3 separate regions of the Mus musculus genome follow, and all the other regions are linked to region 3. The links are chromatin contacts, called in public Hi-C maps. All regions are on one chromosome and are shown on one strand. Each heading gives the region's core, a stretch centred on a gene start, on an enhancer-like site or on the middle of the called end of the contact. The rest is flanking DNA. Distances are from core to core; before and after follow the strand shown.

Region 1 (3,062 bases), core at 87-2,586, 240 kb after region 3:
GATTTACATAGCATAGTTCTCACTGCTGCTTCGATAACAAATATTTACCGGAAAGCAGGGCGAGCTTCTTCATTTAAAAAGAATTACTTGGTTTGACTTAATGAAGCAAGAATTAGCTGTTTGCTGTATCACTTGCCCCACTGCTGTGATATAGATCTATCTTCATTAAGAAAATCTAGTATATTCCTAGCAGGTTACAGCAACCTATACATTTGAGGGAACTGGTAAGAAAGAAGACCATTGATTCTAACTGGAACAACAGCAGGGATTTGAACAGAATGCAGTAATCTGCCATGAAATATTACCATTATCTCAATTAAAGTTCATGCTCTTTGTCTTCTACAAAAGCAGCCTAGCAGACTTCCATAACTCTCCAAACAGGTGTCTTTATCACCCTTTTAAATAAGGTGAATGTAACATAGTAAACGAAAGAATGAACGAACGAACAAATGAACACACGACTAAATAAACACCCTTGGAAGTTCCATTCTAGGGTGCTATCTTCAAGAGAAGTCACACCTTCAGCATCATAAAATACACAAACCAGCATAGCTGTGTGCTTTGGACTTCTGCCACTCAAGTCAACTGTAGTGTTGACCCAGTGGAGATGACGTAATACCCTGGGAACACTATGATCTCAGGGGACTTGGTTACGAAAGTTCTGCTTACAGGTTTATGCGTTCTTAAATTTGGCCAATCTATTATCTCAAATGAAGACATTCCAAGTTTTATGACTGAAATATATTCACCTTTAAAATAATAAGATCTGCAAGATGAGATATATTTATTTACCATCTGGGGCCACTGTAGTGTTTGGGGTTAGGAGTCGTGAGGTCATGGGGAAGGAAGAGAGTGATGAGTAAGAAAAGTCATTGGAGATGAGTTTTCACTCCCAGAAGGACAGTTTTGTTTTAGAATCTGCTCCTCAAAGAGCTTAGCATACTTCACCAATATATCCTGGGTTGTGCATCTCTCAGGCTCTACGTTTTACGACTTCCATTGAACAACTTTTCTTGGTAATAGAAGAGGTTTGTTTGTTTGTTTGGCCAGTCCCTGAAACATCCATCATTTTGGTAGAGTAATTGTTTTTGTCTCTTTCTGTAGGTCCTCATTGATGTTTCTTGACATAGTATTTTGAGCAGTAGTGTCTAGGGTGGATGGGAATTTAGGCATCTTTTAATATTCATTCACTTGATGGAGTTCCTTCATTCTTTAGAACTGGAAGCTTAGAGGAATAAGTAGAATAAAACCATAGAAACTTGTACAGCACGCCACCAAGGCTGCCAGCCTCTCAAGTGGGTCTGACCTCAGAGCCAATACTTGCACAATACTGTGAGAACAGCTATGTATTGAGCAACTATTTGATGAGGTATGACTGTAGGACACACAGATGTGGTGGGACGTGATATCAGTAACTTGACTCCCTTTGGTCGATTCTGAACAAGCCTATTTATATCATTGGGGACCCCCAGAATCATCTGATTCTAAATGACTTACCCCTTTCTTAACATATCTATTTCCCATCAAGATGGATGTCACAGTACAGGAGACAGCTTCTGTGATGAGCAAGGCACAGAGATCTGAATTGTCTCACACTCCAGAAAAACCTTGGGTTTCACAAATGGACTAAATTTATAGTTGCTAGTTTTGGGGTAGGAGTTAATGTGGGAGTCTGTCATTCAAAAATAAAATTTAACATTTGTTTGACTTTTGATATCAAAGGAAGAGTTCTCTCCCTCCCACCCCACCTCCCGTTGTTGGCTCAGATAGGGACTAGGACAAGTTAATTTAAAGACTGGTGACTTAATGCTTTCAGCCGCTGATGGCCCCCAACCCGCTCTTCTCTGAAGCATATTTTGTGACTGGGAAGCTTATCTGGAGCCTATGAAAATTTCCCCAAAACAAAGCGATTTCTTCTAAGTTCTTTCTGCTCTTTTAAAATTATTTGAAGGCAATAACTTTGTGGACTAATGTCCATATTCTGGTTAACGTCCTCACTTTTCAGTGCAGTCCTGAAAAGTGTTGGGGGTACTGTATTTTGTAGGCAAGTGTGGGGAGCATTGTATCTTGTAAGTACATACCTTGTCTCAGTCAGCACAGTAGAACATTGTATCTTGTAGGTACATACCTTGTCTCTACTGTCTCAGTCAGCACAGTAGAACTCATCCTTCTCTATGTGTGCTTTGGAGCAGTCAGCTGACTTCCAAGAATAAGAAACAGCAAACTCCATCACAGCTCATCAGGGTAATTGTTGACTTCTGGAAACAGAAATATGCAAGAAGGGACTTATTATGTATGTTGGTTTCTTTGCACTGAATGGAATTATCTGAAAAATTATATCCAAACCCAAATATTTTACTGTACAGAGAGTAATCATTTAATGTTCATCTTCTAGAAGTTACACGCTGCATCCCTCAGATCATCAGATCATATGGGCAATCTACAGATGTGCTTCTAAGCTCTGTGTACTTAACAACTATATTGAGTCATTTTGTGTGAAATGAAAATTTCACATATACATATGGATGTGGGATTCTTTTTTAAAAGCAGCTAATACTGAGTCCATACCATATCCATAAGTCTCAAACTCACAGCTACATTTACAAGGTATATAGACTCTTTTATATTCCTTTAGATGGCATATAGACCCTCTTAAATCAGATATAAAAATTTTAGTTTCCATCTGTGTTTGTTTTGTATATTTACATGAGTATATCTATATGTGCATATTGGGAAGTATAAGTTGTTTTCTCCCTCTTTAAAGTGCACTCATGCATGTATGGTGTGTGTGAATGTATATATGTGTACGCAAGTGTTTGTATGTGTGTGTATGTGTACACATGTGAGTGTTTATGAGTGTGTGTATATATGTGTGACTGCCTGTGTGTGTATATTTGAGCATGTGTGTGTGAATATGAGTGTATGTGTAAATGTGTGTGTATGTGTGTGTATGTATGTGCAAGTATGTATATATGTGTAACTATGTATGACTATCTGTGTGAGTATGTGTGAATATGAGTGTGTGTGAGAGTATGAGTGCATGTGTGCATGTCACATGCATA
Region 2 (2,867 bases), core at 83-2,582, 190 kb after region 3:
GTCACTGTGGGGCACAGCCCAGACCAAATGCCAACATGCATTGCATATATATTAAGAGGTTCATTATGAATATGGATGTTTCCATCTAAGAAAGTAGTCTAGAATTTGGGTAGATTAGAGACTCACTTTCCACGCCATATCTTTATGTATTTTAATTTTCTTCTACACTCTTCTTAGGCTATTATGAAAACTATGTAATGACTTTTAGTTAGTTTTTGCTTTGTAGATCAGGCCCAGGCTGGTAGAGATCAGCCTGCCTCTGCATGCAGAGCGCTAGGATTAAAGGTGTGCACCGCAATGCTCAGTTTGAAATTATGTAATCATTTTAAAAAGCAAAAATCATACAGATAGGTGATAAACTACCCAATATTGGGTGAAAACTTCTCACTAGCGCAGACAGGGCAACAGACCTGCAGAACAATAACCCTGAGCTTCACAGCGCTGGCTTCTTTCTTATCAATTAAAAGGACAGTCTCCTCTTGGCTTCAGTTTCAGATTTTAACGCCAGGCTCAGTAAATAAGTACTTTTTGTCCCATTTCCCATCCTTTTGCAAACATTTATCTTTTCATGAGTATGAACCAGTCTTACTGGGCAATGATTATTTTTGTTAAAGCGAAAAGACAGAAATGTCATAGGCAGGAACTGCCATCTGCCCTCCCTCCTCCCTGGACTTAGTTTTGGAAGAAAAGAAAGATAAACAGAACGGGAGGGACAGAGACACTCAGGGTCCTGTGCAGAGTGCCAAAAAGAACAGGGGAAAGATTCAAATGAGAGGAGACAAGAGGGGTGGGGGCAGTGAAGGGAAAAACGGGGAGAGTGTGGGAAAGAGAGTGGGGGCGTTGGAACTGGTACAGGCTCCAAAAGCCAGATGCTGAGGATGAGTGGAAAGGGGGAGAGAGACTGAAACAGTCACTGAAAGATTGCTGAATTTGACTCCAAGAGAGATGGCAAGGAAACTTTGAGAACAGAAATTCAGTAAGGCTGAGAAATGGAGTGGGACGTGCCACTTTGACAAGATATCAAGCATATTTTGACTGTGATGAGACTTCTTACGGGGGTAGGCCTTTTTCTGGGTGATTTGCTGGTGTCAATGACAGTTGTCCTTAACCTTCAGTCCCAGTCTTCCAACCCGAAATCAGAGAGTGCAGCACGTTCATGGGTGAGAGAGAGGCAGAAATGAAGCCGCTTGCTTCTATGTTCCTTTATCCAGTGAGGAGGAGAACGGGCGCTGAAAGAGCGCTTTATCTCATGGCCTTGCAGCTGGAGACAGCACGTCTGTCTCTCCAACAAACGTCAGTCCAGGCACTTCTGACCCAGACAGTCCTTGACAAGAGGCACCCCACCCACCGAACTGTAGCCAAGTAGCTGTAGGAGGCAGGGAGTTCGCAGAACAACCTCCAGACTCATTGGGGAAATGGAAAATCTGAGGGCAGAGCAAATCAGGACCGATGTTAGCAAAAACGAAACTCACAGGAGACACACTGGCGCGGGAAATATGAGAGACAGGGGAGGAAGAGGAGCGAATGCCGTGACCTGTAGTGCAGAATACACCCAGCTGGGTTCTGACTGCAGGATCCTCTTAAAATTCATTTTGAGGAAATGCAATTTACCCCGTGATGACAGAAAGTTTCAGGATTCTGTGTTAGCAGTTTGTAAAAGCCATGGGAATCTCCTAAAAGGACATCCACCCCAGCTTCTATGCTTTAACCCAGACTCTGAAAATCTGAGGATACCTGACCATGGATCTACTGGTGCCACACAAGGGGTACCCGAGTGTCACATGAGGCAGTGACAGAGCTGGCTTTCCAGGAGTAATTTCCTGATTTGTTACAGTAAGACACTAATTAGCCTACAGTGGATACTGTGACCAACATCCCTAGAAAACAAAGATGGGAAAACTTAGTCACAATCTTGCCCCAGGCTGCTGTTACCTTTTGTCTATATGTTGTTAGCCTATAGAGGAATTATTAATAGATTGACCCTGAGGCTTGCTTGCTACTTACAAAAGAAGAAGCTGTTCTCAAGTGCTGAGAAAAAAATGAGAAAATAGAAAAATAAAATTAAAAAGTTTACCCTAAAACTTCCTGTGGGAGTCATTTAGTAAGGTCAACAACTTGCCTTTTGAAGTGCTAGGATATCTTGAGTGTTTTATGTAAATAATTTTTTCTCTTGAGTTTCACTTTATACCTTTCTGTCCTGTTCCTTACCATGCTATCAGCAGCGGGTGTTCCACCCTTTATGTCCCCTCTGATAATCTCTAATTGAATAGTAAATAGCTGAGCATACAAAGCCATGGGCAGGACAAGAGGAACAGGTTCTGAGTCAGTACAAGAGAAAGATGGTCACCTGAACTTCAGCCTTCATGGTTGTCCGTCTGGACACCCGAACTCCAGCCACCGTGGCTGTCCGTCTCGGTTTCAGTGTGTTAACTTTGCAGGGTCATGGGATGCTGAGAACTAATTTTGTCTTCTTTATATCCTTATCTTTGGTCTTTTTAACTAAGATGCCTAGGTGCATTCAGGAATAATGAAATACTTTCAACATAAATTGAGGAAATCCTGGGCAATTGTGACTTTATGAACATAAACCGTAGCAAAAACAGTTACAGAAAGGAAGGGTAGATTCATTCTCCCATATCAAAACACATTTATTACTTCCAAAAAATTCTAATTTATGTTTGTCTTAGTTAGGGTTTTACTGCTGTGAACAGACACCATGACCAAGGCAACTTGTAGACAACATTTAATTGGGGCTGGCTTACAGGTTCAGAGGTTCAGTCCGTTATCATCAAGGTGGGAGCATGGCAGCGTCCAGGCAGGCATGGTGCAGGAGGAGCTGAGAGTTCTACATCTTCATCTGAAGGCTG
Region 3 (2,720 bases), core at 7-2,506:
GCCATGTCACAAGATATATAAAGGGAAAAACAGGAATAAAGGGAAGTCCCAAAACATTCCAAAGAAAGAAGATAGTCGAATGGAGGTTTGAATTAAGAGTATACTTTTATTCAATCTAGAAAACCATTCTTGAAGAACTTGGAGAAAACTTGAAGTGTTGGTTAGATGTGCTGAAAGGTTCTGAGGTTCCCATTAGTCTGTATGGCTACTTGTAAAATCACGGAACAGAAAGGCTAGGAAAGAAATGCCTGGGGACAATAAACTCTGACCCCTAATATCAGGCCTCGTTGTCTCTGTAATCTGTTAATTTCTGCACCAGTCACAGTTAGTCAAGGAAATAGAAGCCGGAAATATAAAAGATCTGTTGCATGGATCTGGACCCGTCCATATGATGGAGGCACTGGGGCTATAGCAGTGAGTCCCAGCCTCTTGAAATATATAGCCTGGTGGTTATGAAGGGGACATAGAAGGGACAGGGGAAGGGGGACATAGTGAGGGGAGGAAGAGATAGAGAGGGAGGGGGAAGAAGGGGAGGGGGATGGAGGGAGGAGAGGGGAAGGGAGGGAGAGAGAGAGGTAAAATGCACATCAAATGATGTGTTTAGAATATAATATTATAGACATATGTGTGGATGCATTGGGAGATCAGGAAGTGCCATGGGATTGGCAGACAGAATGGACATGGACTTGTGGTAGAGATGGAGAGATAGGTAATGAACCAGTGTGGGTTTTCGCTCTGCACAAGGAGATTAAGAAGGAAAATGGGAATAAAAATGAAATTAAGAAGTCAGCAAGCATTCCTCATGCTCATTCTTTCTCTTCTTACATATTCATGATGTGCAACTCCTCCCCCAGGAGGCTACAGAATCCCATCAACGGGGATGATATCCTTTTATGGCCTATTAAAAAAAATACACGTCTCAGAGGCCAGCTGCACATCTGCTAGGCTCTAGCAAAGAGAATGTTGTATATACTTTTTTTTTTTTTTACATTCAAGATTAGTGCATTTCAGCTTGCTGTAGTTAGAAGAGAGCTCATCCCACAGAGTTTGGTCCTGGGATCCTGTCTAAGGGCGTCGAGGATCTGAAGAAAGGACAGACACAAGGACTGTGTGCACTCTGGTAAGGCGGCACCAGCCACCTCAGTGACTGAGAACCTCGGACTGTTTGTTCTGCACAGCACATCTGGGAGGAGGCCTCTGCAGTTGTTCTTGTAGCTCATACTGGTCAGTCGTTTGTAAACACTCATGCTTGGGACTGAAGAGGGCGTTGTCTTTTGTAGCCTCACCTAGGAGAAAAGCTTTGCCAACTTCCCCTAAGTTCAAGGCCTAGATCCTTGGCATGGCTGCCTCCTGTCAAACAATGTATTTGTTCAGAACACCACTCATGCAGGACTTTGCTCCGTAAAGAAGGTGACAGAGATGGTGGAATGTAGGTATGACTAATGTACCAAATTCCAGTCTCGGCTCAGAGGACTCCATGGGAAAGAGGTAATTTCTACAACGACTGTGTCTGACCAGAAAGGCGACAGTGTGGCTCCTTATCCTTCCCCAAACCAAAATAAACCCTCGTGGTATCAGCATGGGGGCTGGGCTGAAGGGAGTAGAAATTAACTCCAAGAGGTTTAATGAACAACCATGGCTTGTTTCTAAGACACCAGGAATGGGTCTGAGAGTTGGGAAGGTAGTCCAGCTTCAGAAAGGGACTAGGAGTAGACATTGGGATTTTCAGGTCTCTGATTCCAGCTCAGTGGCTTCATTTCCTTTGGGGCCATCTTCCTTTGCTGGCTAGAACATGTGGTGGACTGTCTGTCAACCCTGAAGTTATTAGTGCTGAGCTTTGTCGAGAGACTCCTGGTTTCAAGCCTGGGTGGATGCTTTGGACGGAATATTTAGCCTAGTCGATCAGTGATGACCCAAGTCCAGGAAAGAAGGCCTTCGAGAGCCACAGTGGACAGATGTATCATGGACAAATTAGTTTCTTCCAGGAATCACATTGGAAGAGAAAGAACAGGGTTGGCATACCACACACCTAGGCTCATTTGTGAATATCTTCCTTTATAAAGATTTATTTTTTTGTCATATGTACACGTGCCTGCATGGATGTTGTACGCATATCCTCTGTGTGCCCTGTGCACGCAGAGGACAGAAGGCAGCACCCAATCACCCACACCTGGAGTCACAGACAGTTTTGAGCCTCCATGTTGGTTCTAAGAACCAAATGTGGTTCGTCTACAAGATTAGCAAGTGCCTTCAGCTGCCCGAGCCATCTCTCTAACCCCTACTTATGAAAAATCGGATTTCTGTCTTTACTCTTTTCTTTGCCCTGATCTGTGGGGCAGCCATTATTACCACATCCCTGGGAAACAGACTACAGTGAGATCTTTCAGGAAACAATAGACAGTGTGATCACTCGTCCCCCTACTTTCCAATCTGCTTACCCCGAAAATTAAAACAAAACCAAAATAAACTAAGTGAGTAATAATAATATAATTAGATCATTGCTTAGCTCTCAGGAATGCAGACACAGCCTTGGAAATGGTTCTTGAGACACAGCCTTTCTTATCTTGGGAAAGCAGATGGTAGGTCGGTGGTAAGACTGTATATCAGGTTAACATTCTGATGTGTGAGCATGGTGCTTTAACTTCATGGTGTCCTTGGTGAGTGCACCACTCAAGGTTCTGGCTCCTTGAGCATCCTCCGGGTCAGTCTTCTAAGAAAAC

What was found. Hi-C and Micro-C count contacts between places; a contact is called where the count stands out from the background.
Region 1: a contact with region 3 is called in a Hi-C map of liver, with 4 times the contacts expected there. The contact joins two enhancer-like sites. A contact is called at or near these places in 4 of 484 Hi-C or Micro-C datasets (bone marrow-derived macrophages and liver) and 4 of 115 datasets of contacts at active chromatin or transcription factors (astrocytes, embryonic basal ganglia, embryonic stem cells and 1 more).
Region 2: a contact with region 3 is called in a Hi-C map of liver, with 2.0 times the contacts expected there. The contact joins two enhancer-like sites. A contact is called at or near these places in 4 of 484 Hi-C or Micro-C datasets (Sertoli cells and liver) and 2 of 115 datasets of contacts at active chromatin or transcription factors (astrocytes and double positive thymocytes).

The regions. Positions count from the first base shown.
Region 1 is chr5:99,282,100-99,285,161 of GRCm38.p6, reverse strand. No RefSeq gene overlaps it. Among named protein-coding and RNA genes, the nearest start is that of Gm35394, 13 kb to the right of the region's middle. Within about 2 kb of position 1,336, at least 21 of the 459 cell types and tissues checked have an H3K27ac peak or open chromatin away from gene starts, as enhancers often do. A contact at or near this core is called in liver, where this site is marked.
Region 2 is chr5:99,338,451-99,341,317 of GRCm38.p6, reverse strand. The region is part of intron 3 of A930011G23Rik (RIKEN cDNA A930011G23 gene); the gene reads left to right. Among named protein-coding and RNA genes, the nearest start is that of Gm35314, 27 kb to the left of the region's middle. Within about 2 kb of position 1,332, at least 105 of the 459 cell types and tissues checked have an H3K27ac peak or open chromatin away from gene starts, as enhancers often do. A contact at or near this core is called in liver, where this site is marked.
Region 3 is chr5:99,525,712-99,528,431 of GRCm38.p6, reverse strand. All of the region lies in intron 2 of A930011G23Rik (RIKEN cDNA A930011G23 gene), which reads left to right. Among named protein-coding and RNA genes, the nearest start is that of Gm35253, 16 kb to the right of the region's middle. Within about 2 kb of position 1,256, at least 21 of the 459 cell types and tissues checked have an H3K27ac peak or open chromatin away from gene starts, as enhancers often do. A contact at or near this core is called in liver, where this site is marked.